Regions from separate parts of the Mus musculus genome. Here regions 1, 2 and 4 are each linked to region 3. A link is a contact called in public HiChIP or PLAC-seq data. All regions are on one chromosome and are shown on one strand. The core of a region is the stretch at or near the end of the contact, and the rest is flanking DNA. Distances in the headings are between cores, read along the strand shown.

Region 1 (3,336 bases), core at 659-3,158, 300 kb before region 3:
GACTGCCTCTCACATCTAAGTTTCCAAGAACTTTGTTCATGAATCTTCTCAAAGTCTGGATGCCCAAGAATGGAACCCTTTGAAGGATGCCCTAGCTAGTCAGAACCAGAGTGGTCTTCAAGCCCTTATAATTTAACTTTCCAGATGAAAATTGAGGCCAGAGGTGAGGGGCAGATACCGTAGGAAGTGCTTCTGAATAGCCTCAGACCCCAAGACTCATGTCCTAGAGTGAGTTCCAGTGAGCTTTGGGGAGACAGCGAAAGGGGATCCAGGAGACAGCAGGTTTTATCCAGGTTCAGGAGAGTACTCCCTCACGGGGGGGGGGGGGGGGAGAAGGCACCCTAAGTGAACCATGTCACAGTCTGCTTGCTTTTTCTGGGTCTTCCAGGGTCCCCGAGCAGTCATGCCCTCCCTGGTCTTGGGTTAGGGAAGGGTAGAGGGTAGTAGTGGGCTATGGGACCCTTGGGGTAGGAGGTTTCGTTGCTCTCCCAGATCATGGGGGGGGTCCCTTGATAACTGGAGCAAAGAGACTGTCCCCTCTTCCTTCTGGTCCCCATCTTCCATACAGAGAAAGGGAGGACAGGTCAAAGCCTTGGGGTATCACCCTTTCAGTTTTGCAGCTGGATAATGGGTGGTGTTCAGCTCTGTGACCTTCAATCCTGGCACTGTGTACCCCTCTTCATGACCCTCATTCTTCACATAGCTATTATTTTGAGTGTGTGAGACCCCTGTCTGTGCAGACACCCTTTGTGAGACACCCTTTGTGTAGCAAAAGAAGGAGAGCCCAATCCTAACACCACATGAAGTTTTGAGTTCCAAGGTCGATATCATGAGATAGATACCCCCTTCCTCCCCCTCCCGCTCTCCTCTCTCTCCAGGGTGTGGTGGTTTGTATATGCTTGGCCCAGGTAGTGGCACTACTAGGAGGTGTGGCCTTGTTGGAGGAATTGTGTCACTGTGGGGATGGGCTTTAAGACCATCCTCCTAGCCATGTGGGAGCCAGTCTTCTGTCTGCCTTTGGATCAAGATGTAGAACTTTTCCAGCCCCACGTCTGCTGGGCACTGCCATGCTCCCACCTTGATAACTGAACCTCTGAACCTGTAAGCCAGCCCCAATTAAATGTTGTCCTTTATAAGAGTTGCCTTGGGGGCTGGTGAGATGGCTCAGTGGGTAAGAGCACCCGACTGCTCTTCCGAAGGTCAGGAGTTCAAATCCCAGCAACCACATGGTGGCTCACAACCATCTGTAACAAGATCTGACTCCCTCTTCTGGAGTGTCTGAAGACAGCTACAGTGTACTTACATTAATAAAATAAATTTAAAAAAAAAAAATGAAAAAAAAAAGTTGCCTTGGTCATGGTGTCTCTTTATAACAATAGAAACCCTAAACTAAAACAAGGTTTCTCTGTGAAATCCTGTCTGTCCTGGAATTAGCTATGTAGACCAGGCTAGCCTCAAATTCAGAGATCTGCCTGCCCCTGCCTCTCGAGTACTGGGATTAGTGGTGTGAGCTACCACACTACCAGTTGTTAGCTTTGTTAATTTGACACAGCCTAGAATCACATGGGAAGAGAATCTCTGAGAGATTGCTTTTGTTAGGTTGGTCTATGAGCATGTCTGTGGCTGGAGTTAGGAGGATGAAGGAGGTTTAAGTCAATTGATTTGGACCTGCCCAACCTACTGTGGGCAGCGCCATTCCCTCCTCACTGGTCCAGAACTGTGTAAATGAGAAACTAGGCTGAGCACAAGTAAACATGTGAGCCAGCTTGCATTGATTCTCTCTGCTCTTGACTGAGGATGTCATGTGTCCAGCTGCTTCAAGCTCCTGCTGCCCATGACTCCCTGCAGTGACAGCCTGGAACTTGGAATTGTGACTCAAAATAAACCCTTTGTCCTGCAAGTTGCCTTGTGTTGAGGTGTTTTGTCATAGCAACGGAAATGAAACTGGGGCATTCCGTGGCTGTTCTTCCTGGACTCTTCAGGCACATGCTTCCGGAGGGCAGAAAAAGGGGAGGGGAATGAGAAAGACATGGTACTGTTCGCTCCCAGCAGCTCAGCTCTGAGACCCTCACACTGCCCATTCCTGATGATTTTAAATACCACTGGGAACAGAGTAACAGCCCAGGACCCATCAGTGCTCAGCCGAGCATCCCAAATGAGCCAGGAACATTTGTGAATTAAACCCCTATTTAATAATTATCATAGATTCCTGGCTGTGGTGGTATAGGCCTTTATCCCAGCACTTGGGAGGCAGAGGCAACTGTATCTCTGAGTTTGAGGCCAGCCTAGTCTGCAGAGTGAGTTTTAGGACAGTTGGGGATACAAAGAGAAACAATGTCTCAAGGGGAAAAAAGTTACCATAGACTGAAATATCCTTTCTGAGCATGTTCAAGGCCTACAGGGCAGTGGCTTAGCACCTGTGGGCTTGCAGCCCTGCCCTTGAACTAAAATAGCTGAGGGCTTTAAGAAGACCCTGGCTTCTTCTCTGTCGAGGCCTGTGGTGTTGCTGGGTTCTGTCTGCTGGAGTACATGGTTTCTGACAGTTCCAGATTGGCTTGGCACTGGGCTGGCCTCAGAGAAACATAGTGAAATGGGTGGCTCTCCCCTGGAGTGCACTTCCCCCACTGCTCACTTGGGCTTGGGGAAGGCTCTTCATCACCCACTTGCTCTCTGCTCATCTCTAGGGAAGTGTCTCCTGCAGGAAGCTCTACCAGGCCCAGCTCAGGTGACATTGGATGGGGTGGACACGGAGCAAACCCTGTGAATGTCACCATGGGATGAAAGCCTGTCCTTAGTCACTCCAACAGGTCAATGAGGAGAGAAAGAACTAACACCCTGGGCACCTTATGATAGGGTCTCTTTGTAGGACATTGGGGTGGGGGGTGTTGATGGTTGGTGGCCACAGAAGTCTTTGGTCACCTGGCCATGCCTCAGCAAGACAAAAACCCAATTGGGTGCACTGGTAGTCAAGAGGTCCTGGGAGCATTTGTGAGGAGGAAGGTTGGGCCACTTTTTTTTTTTTTTTTTTTTTTTTTTGGTTTTTCGAGACAGGGTTTCTCTGCATAGTCTTGGCTGTCCTGGAACTCACTTTGTAGACCAGGCAAACTCAGAAATCCGCCTGTCTCTGCCTCCCAAGTGCTGGGATTAAAGGCGTGCGCCACCACCACCCGGCAAGGTTGGGCCACTTTAAAAAAATTCTCTGTCTCTATCTCTTTCCAACTGTCCATCTGTCCACCTGTCTGTCCATCAGTCTGTCTCTGTCTGTCTGTCTGTCTCTCTCTCTCTCTCTCTCTCTCTCTCTCTCTCTCTGTGTGTGTGTGTGTGTGTGTGTGTGTG
Region 2 (3,467 bases), core at 40-2,539, 420 kb before region 3:
CTTGGAATTTGCAGAGAAAAGGGTGCCAGGAACACAGAGGTCTCGCTCCTAGGTATCTCTTAGCATCTCAGAGATCAGCTCCCTCCTTCCTATGATACTTCATGGCGAAAGGAGTAGAAATGCAGGAACACACACACAAAGGAGTGGAAATGCAGGAACACACACATGCATACATGTGCATGTTCACACACATATATGCACAAACACACATGTGCACACAGACACATGCATGCATGTGCATGCTCATGCACATACATGCACATACACACATGCACACATGGACACTCACACACACACACACATGCACATACACAGGGCAAGTCCACCAGCTTCACTGATTTTCTGAAGTTTGATGCTAAGCACCTAGTCCCCAGAGCCTTCAGGCACAAATTGGATTCTATCTCTAAACCATTGTTCCCTCTCTGCCTCCACCCCTGTTCTTTGGATCTCAGTTTCTCTGAGAAGTGGGCTTATGAGTCGTCCTCTAAGGTTTTGGAAGAGGTTTAGGGGTTGCTGGAGTTCTTGGAGTTTGGACTGTCCCCAGCCCTGGCTACTTGGCCTCTGCAAACGCCTGGGGTGTCTCCACCCAACAGCATCAAGAAGCAATTGGTTTGGTCTGGAGAGATGGCTCAGTGGTTAAGAGCACTGACTGCTCTTCCAGAGGTCCTGAGTTCAATTCCCAGTAACCACATGGTGGCTCACAGCCATCTGTAATGGCCCTCTTCTGGTGTGTGGACAAATAAATAAATAAATAAATAAATAAATAAATAAATAAATAAATAAAAAAGCAATTGGCTTGTTGGGTAGGGATAGGCAGCCCTCCTTTCTCTCCTACATCAGAACCAGGGAGCTTGGAGTCTCCTCAGAGCTGGACCACTCTTTCCCAACCACTCAACAGAAAGGATGCAAACCACACCCACTTCCCTCCCCTAAGAACAAGGCAAGCACCTCTTCAGGAGCCAACCTGGGCTAGCCTGGCCTCCCCGGAGATGGGTTTTACCCACATTGTTTTCTTCTCTCCTCTACCAACCTAGGACATAGTAGGTCACACTTGGAAGCCCAGAGACCATCGCAAAGCTGGAATGGGGACATCAGAGTTGGGGCTGCAGGTGTGTCGCTGGGCCAGGCCTCAATGAGATCCCTTGTTCTGGTCTGGTGGATGACAGACAAGCCCATGGCAGAATCGGGGTTTCAAAGCCGCACCCCCTTTTCTCCTCCCCTTCCCAACTGGCAGCCCCTAAGATGACTCAGCTTTAAAACAGCTTATGCAGGATTTAAGCAAACAAACTCTGGGGGCGGGAGGGTCCTCAGCACGCAAGGAGCAGGAACGGCTGAGGGCTGGCTTTTGGGATGCCCCTTCTCTCAGCCGGTCCCGAGTCCTGTTCTCGTCACTCCGGCCTGGGGTCGCAGGACCCCGGGGACCGCGCCCTCAGACGCCTGCCATGTGTGCGCCAGGCCGAGCGTGCGAGCCGCCGGGGCGGCCAGGGCGGCGCCGCCACATCTGGTTCCAGGCGCGGCCCTGGCGCCGGCCTCGCCGCAGCCCCGCGGCCCAGACACCGTTAACAGCCTGGCGCGCCCTGCCCTGTCGCATCCCGGGTACTACCGTCACCATCCCCATCCCCCACCACGGCCCAGGAAGGGAAACTGAGGCTGGGAGGTCCTATGGAGAAATGGCACAGCAGAGAAGGCACTGGGCTAGACCCCATCCTCGGCTGTAAGACACCCTGTCACCCCAAAGTAGCAGTCATGCAGCCCCTCCTTCTCCGGGACCCTTAGACCTTGCGCCTAGAGGATGTGAGGTTTTGTGGGATGCTCCAGGATCGTGGGTGACCAAACTCCATCCATTCGCCAGCAGAGCTCCAGAGAACAACCAGGTTCTTTGGTGTGCCTGAGAGCTGCCCTGCCCTACAAAGGCCTTTCTGGGCATCAAAGGAAGAGCCTAGTTGGTCTGTAGACGAGACTATGATCTTTAGGGGCAGTCTGTCACACTCCAGTATCTGGTGATAGATTGCAGTTAGCTACAACGGGCTACTGAGTGGCAGTCCTGGCACCTCTGGCTGCTCACAACGACACATATGTGCTTGCACACTGCGAGGGCTTCTTGTCTCTGGCTCCTGCAGTTTTTCTACAGAGGGGCTTTCTAAGGAGGTGGGGCCACATCAAAGCCAGCACTCACCTTTTTCTGAGCTGCACACTGGCAGAACAGAAGAACCCGGCCCCATTCATTCACCCCCAAACCCACTTGGGAGACTTGCTCACCCAGGAATGAGAAAGTCTGGATTGTAGAACAAAACCAATTTGCAGACTTGTGAGGAGGGAAGGTGCTCTCCCATGGGAGGTTAATGCCCTGCCCTGAGACCCGTACAGACAGTTTTACTCTCAGTTAATCCACCTGCAGGGGATGGGCGGGTCAGGAGTCACGTTCTCTTGACCACTATTCTAAGAAGTGGAAGTGGGAGGGGGCATGGAGGGTGTGTGTGTGTCTGTATGTGAAAGAGAGACAGAGACAAAGAGACAGAGACTAAGAGACAGAGAGACAGAGACAAAGAGACAGAGACAGGCTGGGGCTGGGGCAGCTGGCCATCAGGGACCATTCATCAACTTATCTGTCACCTCCTCATCCTGGCTCTCCAGAAAGGCCACTTTATGTGGTTTCTGGTGACCGAACTCAAGTGGCCAAGTTTGTGCGGCAAATACTTTACCGCTCTGTACGGTAGAGGGCCTGTGGCAGATTCTGACCACTGACCCTTGTCACCTTGGCTAACTTCCACAACATGCCTCTCAGACGGGAAGCTCTTAAGGGTGTGCAGATCGCGGATGTCCTTTCTGAACTGAAAGGCTGAGAGCGCCCTTGAGACTTACAGAGTGACCTTGGGCTCTCATGAGCTCTGGCCTGAGCTGAGCTGGGCCTGACCACCTGCCTGGAGAGTGTAGAATATCTCTGCGCTGCTGGTCACCCCAAAAGCTTCACTGTGGGTGCTGAAGTTCTACCTTAGACCTCTCTGAGCTAGCCTAGATACACTCCCATCACCGCCCCCAACACACACACACACACACACACACACACACACACACACAAGGTGAGGCATTTGATGAAACACCCTCAATTTAATTCCCAGAACCCATGGTAGAAAGCTAAATCAGTCCTCCTTTGACTTCCATACGTATACAAATGCCCACTGTCTGTTTGTCTGTCTGTCTGTCTCTCTCACACACAAGCATGCAATAATAGCAAATTTTAAATAAAATTTAAGAAACACTTTTTTTTAAACAAAATTCAATGGTAATCGGGGCCGGGGAGACGGCTCCACAGGTAAGACTGTTTACTGCACAAGTGTGACCGTGTCAGTTCAATCCTTAGAATTTACACTAAGAAAACAAAAACAAAACAAAAAACCACAAGCACTAGTGTGTGTCTAAGATGTGGAAGTGGGAGGGGGCATGGAGGGGGTGTGTGTGTGTGTGTG
Region 3 (3,242 bases), core at 708-3,207:
AGGATGGGCAGTGAAGAAGGGCAGGCCCAAGTGGGACAGGAAAGCCTGCAGGTTCCAGTTCAGCCACACGCTGAGAGAAAACTGGTGACTGTGGCTAGGTCCCCTTAGCAGCCCTACCCATTCTGAGTCTATGCCTAGGCCCAGGCCAGCACTTCCCTCATCTCACAGAGGGAAGTGGGAGGAGGGGGCTGCTACCTTCTTTGCTCTCCCACACGAGCCACAAACCGACCCAAGGGAGCGGAGCAGCAAGCCAAGGCCTCGGGGGAAGCTTCAGACACTCAGCAGGCAGAGGCAGCAGAATCAGCAGGCCTGAGACTGACTGGAGAAAACTAGGTTCTCCACAGACACAACAGTCCTACTGCCTCCCGGAGTCTCTTCCTCTCCCTGCTTGACAGCTCTGGAAAGTCAGATCTCACCCAAGCAATGGGCTTTCCCAGGAGCCCAGGGCAGCTTCCATAGCTAGGCTATCCCCAGGAAGGGGAGTGTTATGTTAACAGTCAGGAAACCTAGCAAAGCCAAGGGCCAGGGAACAAAGCCAGCATGAGGATGGACACAGGTCCCCCAGGGCCTAGGATGGTACCTTGAGAAGACCAGCCTCATCATCCATGGCCCCTACAAACCAACCTCCCCCAACCCCAGCCCTCCCAACAGCTGATGACAGCCTCACCCTTCAGCTCCATAGCAGATACCCAGTGGAACACAGCTAGCGGGGAACCCACCAGCCGGCCCTGGAGGCACGGAACTCCTGCTCTTAATGAGGGAACCATTACATCATGGGGAGGAAAGGGGGAGCAATGACAAGAGCAGGGTGTCCTTGTCTCCTCCACATGGGCCTGACCGTGGGAGGAAGCAGGAGCACAGGGATGGGCAGGGCCGGGGACCACGTCCAGGCCCCTCTCTTCTTACTCGGCCACCAGACGGAGGACAGTCAAAAACTGGGCACACTGTGGTCAATTCCCCCAACTCAGGCCCTGCTTAGCACCCATCTCAGTAAACAGCCTCTCATCAAACAGAAAGAACAGAAGGTGGGCGGGAGGGGTGCTGGGTCACAGAGAGCACAGGAACCTGGCCAGGGTGGCTCTGGTAGTTCAGCCTCTCCTAGCCTGATGTGACGGGATGGATGGGCAGCAGGCTCCCGAACTTGAAGTGCTGGATCACAGGGAACTTCTCCAGGCACTGAGAAAGGAGGGGAAAACCAGGGAGGTGAGGCCTGTCTCGCCTCCTGCATCCCCAGTAACCCAGACAAACATGAGGTTTCCAACTGCAGCCACCTCCACGGGAATCCACCTGTGCTGGAGAGCAGCCCCCGGCCTAGGAGGAAGGTGATCTCGTTCACCTCATCCCCACCTCCCACTCAAAGGCACCCATACTCAGCAGAAGCCAAGACAGGCAGCTAAGAGACATCACTTGACCCAGAAGGGATGAGCCATAAGAAATGACAAAGGTCCCCCCACCCCCACCCGAATCCTGACCCTAGCAGTATAGGGACATCTGAACACAACTGAGAAGAGGCTAGGGCCTACTTTCTGTAGTCTTTGGCCTCAAAGACATCTTGACTCTTCAGAGTGAGACAACAGGAGTGGGCTGACACTCCTGCCCTACCTTGGCAGCAGCCTCTATGGAGCTCGTGGCTCGTGGCTCCCTGAGCCCAGGCCCACAGGCTCTAGCTTTGCCTGTTACTGGCTTGCTCTGTCTCCCAGGCAGTAGCTCCAGGCAGAATGTGAGGCTGGCCTGGCCTCCTCCTAAACAAGCCGGGGGTGTAGGCTATTGAGGTGACCTGTAGGCTATTGAGGTGAGAGCCTAGCTCTAGCTGTGTCAAAGGACGAACCTGGTGGCTCACCTTCCCTTACCCCAGACAGCAGCTTCAGAAGTGGGAGGGGCACACAGAGGAGCAAGTAGACCACAGAGACTGAGCTCTAGCTTAGAGCTAGGCCTCAGCAAAGCAAGCATGAAGAAGGAGGTGCAGTCTGTCCTGGGGGAGGGAGGAGCAGCATGTCCAGGCCTGAGGCAAGGCAGCTGCCACAGTGCTTATGTCATCAGGAAGCGGTGGGAGTTTGGAAGGCCCCCCCACCCCCCTGAATTCCAGAAAGGGTCAAAGGTCAACCTGCTTTAGGCTCTCCCAGAAGAAAAGCCAGAAAGGCAAGTGGGGGAAGGGCCCACAGGGCCAGCAGGAGCAAAGTTGGTAAGAAGCTGCTGGGGGGGGCGTGTGGGGTGGAGGAAGTCCAAGGCCCCAGGGCAGCTGAAGCACCTAAGGGGGCTTTGCTCCCAGCAATTCTGCCCAGCAACTGAACCTGGGCTTTAGAAACGTGGCACCTCCTGGCCCAGCAGAGTCCAGGCTGGGTAGTTGGAGAAAATAAGTCCAGATACGGTGATAGCCTTCCTTATAGAAATAGCCCCATCATACAAGGCCCAGAAAGCCCCTGATACTTCTCTTCAAAAAATCAGGTCAGGGAACTTGACAGCTAATTGCATATCCTGAGGCTGCTTAATGCCAGGCCTGAGCAGACCCCTATTGGCAGCTCAGGGGTCTTCCCAGCGGATGGAGCACTGGGCCTCTCCTGGGCCCTATTCCCAGGGACTAGAGCTTAAGAGCACCAGTATGAACTGGGTATACCACCTAGAGGTGGTGGCGCACGCCTTTAATCCCAGCACTCCGGAGGCAGAAGCAGGTAGATTTCTGAGTTCGAGGACAGCCTGGTCTACAAAGTGAGTTCCAGGACAGCCAGGGTTATACAGAGAAACCCTGTCTCCAAAAACAAAACAAAAAAGAACTAGGTGCTACAAAGCCTCATGCTCATGCCTGTCAACAAGTTGCAGAATTACCCTACAAATCCATCCTGGCAAGGGGAGGGTCAGCTCCCACTTACTGCATACACCCAGTGAGATGCACCTGTCCAGTCTTTAGTCACACAACACATCCTGTCAGTCAATAACTGCAGGGACACCTAGCATTTAGGACTTAAGGTTTAGGTGGTGGCTTCCAAGGCCTGTGTGTTGTAACACCACCATCTTGTACCTTATCTGCTCCTCCCTCAGCCTGCAGAGCTTCTGCCTCTGAAAGGGGGACAGGGTCAGGGGTGGGTGGGGGGCAGGGTAGCTGGCCTTCCTCTTAGAAGGCTGAATCAATCCAGGTTTGGAGACATGGGGTGACATATACCTCCATGCTGACATTCCAGCAGCAGGACAGTCTTCCCTGTGTTTCCTGCTAGAAACCAGAAGTAAGGCCGAGGAGACAGGACCAA
Region 4 (3,435 bases), core at 732-3,231, 460 kb before region 3:
GGACCATGGCGTAAGTATGGAGGTCAGAGGAGCCAGCTCATCGCCGAGCTTTTTGACCTGAAGCAGATCCCTGGCAAGGAGAGCAGAAAGCTGGCCTCGTGCCCAGATCCCCATCCTGTACCCACAAATAAAACCTGCTTTAGAACAACCAGACCTTTCCATGGCCAGTTCCCTGGGAGATATTTATCTCTTATCTAGTACTGCTAAGCCTTGTGTGGTGACCCTGCGCTTAGGAAACACAAACACCTTGTCAAGCATATCTTTAGTTCAGATTGTAAATCAGGGAGAAGCCACCCACAGCCCCAGCAGCAAGGATTCCCTCCTGTCAATCCAGCTAGACAGGAACCCTCTTCTGAGTAGGGGGAAACGGAGGCTCTGGTGTCCTCAGCGAGGAAGAGCTACTGCGTAGCGGGTGCTCTGTATCCTCGTTTGTAGACATGAATATTTTTCCAACTTAATCCTTTTTACACTTATTATCCATGAGTATACTCTCCAGCAGAGGACAGCCTGCTTAGGTGGATTCTATCTTCCCACCATGTAGATCTGGGAGAGAATCTCACCTATTCAAGCTGGTGGAGTGTACCTTTCCCTACTGAGCCATCTCATCAGCCCTGACTTTTGAGACAGGGTTTATTTAATATATCCTAGGCTGGCCTCACGTTCACTATGTAACCAAGGATGGCCGGACATATATCTCCAACCAAGACCCTTATAGTTCCAGCAACTGCTATGGTGTGTGTGTGTGTGTGTGTGTGTGTGTGAGAGAGAGAGAGAGAGAGAGAGAGAGAGAGAGAGACAAGATAGTCAGTTTCATTTTATAGCTAGGGAAATTGGATCAGAGCCCAGAGCTACATTGGTGCTCTAAGGACTGGCTAAGTTTACAGCCGAGTGGGGTTCAGGCTAGTTGCCCCTAGATCTCTTGCTTTGAGGCATGCATGGCAGGCTGATGGTGATGTTCCTTTGGCCTGATTACTGTTCTTTACGATCTAGCTGACTGACGAAGGGAGCGAGCAGGGAAGGTGTGTATTTGTAATTTGCTGGCAGCAGAGGCAGGGGGATGCTCGGAGCTCACTGGCCCGTCAGGCTGGCAGAATGATGAGCTCTGGAGCAGTGGAAGATCAGACCTCAAAATGTAACAGGGCCAGGCTGTACTGGTGCATGCCCTTCGTCGCAGCACTGGAAGGGCCAAAGCAGGGAGCTCTCTGAGTTCCAGGCCATGGGGGGTAGATAGTGAGGTTCTCTCTCTCTCTCTCAAAAAAGGAAAAGAGAAAAGTTAGGTGCTTAGGCTAGTGAGACCTGAATGTGACTCACATGGCAGAACAAAACCATCATCAGCAAGTTATCTTCTGACTTTCATACAGGTACTGTGGCACACAATAAATAAATAAACATAATTTTAAAAGAAATTAAAAATTAAGATGGACATTGAGAAAGTCATGTGACAGCAGCTACTGGCTTCCACGCAAAGGTGCACACACGTGAATATCCCCACCCATATGCAAATACACACACACACACACACACACACACACACACACACACGAATTGGTAATTGGGGGTCTGTGTCCTGTTAGAGGATGGCAGAAGGATCTGTCTCCTCACCTTCCATCTTGCAGAGACAACCCACCTCCATGGCTGCATGTCCAGCATTACAGCGGCCACACATTAGCATAAATGCCCTGGTTCTCACGCTCTTTCGGAAGGTGGGCATGGGTCAGTGATATGCAGACTGGGGTCGGAGACCTGATGTTAAGTGAGAAAACACTCTATGTAGTCTGAGGCTTTCAAAAGAACAATGGTCCTGAGCCAAGGATGGCGTGGGACACCTCCATTCCTCTGCTTCCCACCCCCCACCCGGACACTTGGAGCAGAAGTCTCTGGGTTCCTTCTTGACTTGAGCAGGGGGCCTGCTGCGGGTGATCAGGGTGGGCGGGGAGTGGGCGGGGGTGACCGCCTACTCAGGACTTGGCCCGCCTCCTCCTCTCCATAAGCCGCCTGTGGGACAGTCTCACTCTCAGTCCCGGTGTCCCCGAGTTGAAGTCCAGGCCGGCTAGCCGAGATGCCTTCCCCGGGCCTGGTGATGGAGAGCGGCCAGGTGCTCCCGGCCTTTCTGCTCTGCAGCACACTGCTGGTCATCAAGATGTACGCGGTGGCTGTCATCACAGGCCAGATGAGGCTGCGGAAGAAGGTACGTTCGCTGGTGGAGTGGGGGGGGGGGGGGGCGCTGGAGGAGAAGGGGATCAGCACTCTGCTGGCTTTTCCCTGCAAGAAAAGTCTAGGGACTGAAAAAACGTGGCCGAGATGTGTATGCCGGCGTGCGGTGGGAGCTGCTTCAAGGCTGCCGCCACCACAGCCCTTCTGGGAGCTGGCTTAGCCTTCAGCTCCTGAACCCTCTTGGTTTGAGAGTACTGGGGGGCTCCCTTGCGAGTGGAGCACAGGGACTCTTGACAGCGAGAGGTGTCTGGACCTGGCAGTTTCCCGGCAGGCAGGGAGATCTCATATCTGGGTGGAGTGGGAACCCGCAACGCAGGAGCCTAAGAAGTCTTTCCGTGGAAATTCCCACTCCCCATGGACGCCGCACACACTTGTGGCACCCTAGAGGGTGCCTTGAGGGACCACAGACATTCTCTGGTCCCAGTCCCGGCAAAGAAACCAAAGTAAAAGAACCTACGTGGAGCTGGTGGGAGTGGCCAGGGCTCCCAGACCCCTTCTAGGGGTCCATTGGAAGCGCCTAGAAAGTAGAAGCAGTGAATCATCTGCCCTTTACAGACACTTCCCCCTAAACCAACATCTGTCCAGCCCAGAGGCGAGGGACTCGGAGTACGGGGATGGGACGGGGTGGGCCGCTTGCCCTCCTGCCAGGTTCAGCCCCTGCCTGGGGCAGGTACTGACAGGAATGAAGGCAGGGCCACCCCTGACTGACTGACTGTCTCTCATTCTTCTGCTTTGGTTTGTCCTGGGACACAGATGCCAGGGAGAGATAGCTACATTCTGTTCTTGTCCCTTCTGTAGGGCCCCCAAAGTTGAGCACTAAGTCACCACCAGGAAGGCAGTAGGAGTTAGCTTACCCTGGTTTTCCAGTGAGTTAAGGAGAGGTCTGCCTACTATGGGATCCTTCCATCCCCTTTGAAGTTAACTCTGGCTCCCGAGCCTGACTTCCTCTAGGGCTCCTCTCCCCATGGGAGATGCAGGGGTGGAGGAAAGCCTTCTCTGCTTTGGGCCCTGGGCTCCTCTATTTCTGCCAAGTGGGACCAGGGAATCACACTCTGCATTGAGAGGACGGGAGCCGGCTCAGGATCCTCTCCCCAGCAGCCTGGAGATGTGGCTCTGAGAGGAAGCTGGAGACTTGAATGGTGAACACACCACCCATGCTGGTCCTTAAGACTGGTTCCTACTGGAATCTGCTGTGAACAGGAGCAGCCGCAGGTCTTTCCT

The links. HiChIP or PLAC-seq counts read pairs in DNA pulled down with a chosen protein or histone mark.
Region 1: a FOXA1 HiChIP or PLAC-seq map of pancreatic cancer cells shows a contact between it and region 3. The contact joins two enhancer-like sites. A contact is called at or near these places in 3 of 15 datasets of contacts at CTCF or cohesin (the NIH/3T3 cell line, embryonic stem cells and large pre-B cells), 13 of 484 Hi-C or Micro-C datasets (the AML12 cell line, the N1E-115 cell line, bone marrow-derived macrophages and 5 more), 33 of 115 datasets of contacts at active chromatin or transcription factors (the 3134 cell line, the HPC-7 cell line, the NIH/3T3 cell line and 21 more) and 3 of 9 other capture datasets (adipose tissue, liver and pancreatic islet).
Region 2: a FOXA1 HiChIP or PLAC-seq map of pancreatic cancer cells shows a contact between it and region 3. The contact joins two enhancer-like sites. A contact is called at or near these places in 1 of 15 datasets of contacts at CTCF or cohesin (the NIH/3T3 cell line), 2 of 484 Hi-C or Micro-C datasets (bone marrow-derived macrophages and cochlea), 9 of 115 datasets of contacts at active chromatin or transcription factors (the HPC-7 cell line, the NIH/3T3 cell line, cardiomyocytes and 6 more) and 3 of 9 other capture datasets (adipose tissue, embryonic stem cells and liver).
Region 4: an HNF4G HiChIP or PLAC-seq map of pancreatic cancer cells shows a contact between it and region 3. The contact joins the promoter of Ptges here to the enhancer-like site in region 3. A contact is called at or near these places in 2 of 15 datasets of contacts at CTCF or cohesin (embryonic stem cells and large pre-B cells), 12 of 484 Hi-C or Micro-C datasets (brown adipocytes, cardiomyocytes, cerebral cortex and 7 more), 21 of 115 datasets of contacts at active chromatin or transcription factors (VIP interneurons, bone marrow-derived macrophages, craniofacial prominence and 15 more) and 1 of 9 other capture datasets (adipose tissue).

Annotation. Positions count from the first base shown.
Region 1 is chr2:30,748,778-30,752,113 of GRCm38.p6, reverse strand. No RefSeq gene overlaps it. Among named protein-coding and RNA genes, the nearest start is that of Gm39783, 21 kb to the left of the region's middle. Within about 2 kb of position 1,908, at least 32 of the 459 cell types and tissues checked have an H3K27ac peak or open chromatin away from gene starts, as enhancers often do. A contact at or near this core is called in adipose tissue, heart atrium, neural progenitor cells and 1 more, where this site is marked.
Region 2 is chr2:30,863,088-30,866,554 of GRCm38.p6, reverse strand. The region is part of intron 1 of Prrx2 (paired related homeobox 2); the gene reads right to left. Among named protein-coding and RNA genes, the nearest start is that of Prrx2, 19 kb to the right of the region's middle. Within about 2 kb of position 1,289, at least 100 of the 459 cell types and tissues checked have an H3K27ac peak or open chromatin away from gene starts, as enhancers often do. A contact at or near this core is called in the NIH/3T3 cell line, craniofacial prominence, embryonic stem cells and 1 more, where this site is marked.
Region 3 is chr2:30,444,311-30,447,552 of GRCm38.p6, reverse strand. Ptpa (protein phosphatase 2 protein activator) reads right to left here. Exons shown (of 10, transcript NM_138748.5): 10 at 1-1,176. The coding sequence ends at 1,099. Among named protein-coding and RNA genes, the nearest start is that of Ier5l, 28 kb to the left of the region's middle. Within about 2 kb of position 1,957, at least 133 of the 459 cell types and tissues checked have an H3K27ac peak or open chromatin away from gene starts, as enhancers often do. A contact at or near this core is called in the NIH/3T3 cell line, adipose tissue, brown adipocytes and 9 more, where this site is marked.
Region 4 is chr2:30,901,843-30,905,277 of GRCm38.p6, reverse strand. Ptges (prostaglandin E synthase) reads left to right here and starts at 1,981. Exons shown (of 3, transcript NM_022415.3): 1 at 1,981-2,188. The coding sequence starts at 2,060. It overlaps Gm52550 (a long non-coding RNA gene), which reads right to left and starts at 2,023. Exons shown (of 3, transcript XR_003954020.1): 1 at 1,959-2,023; 2 at 1,628-1,743; 3 at 804-1,250.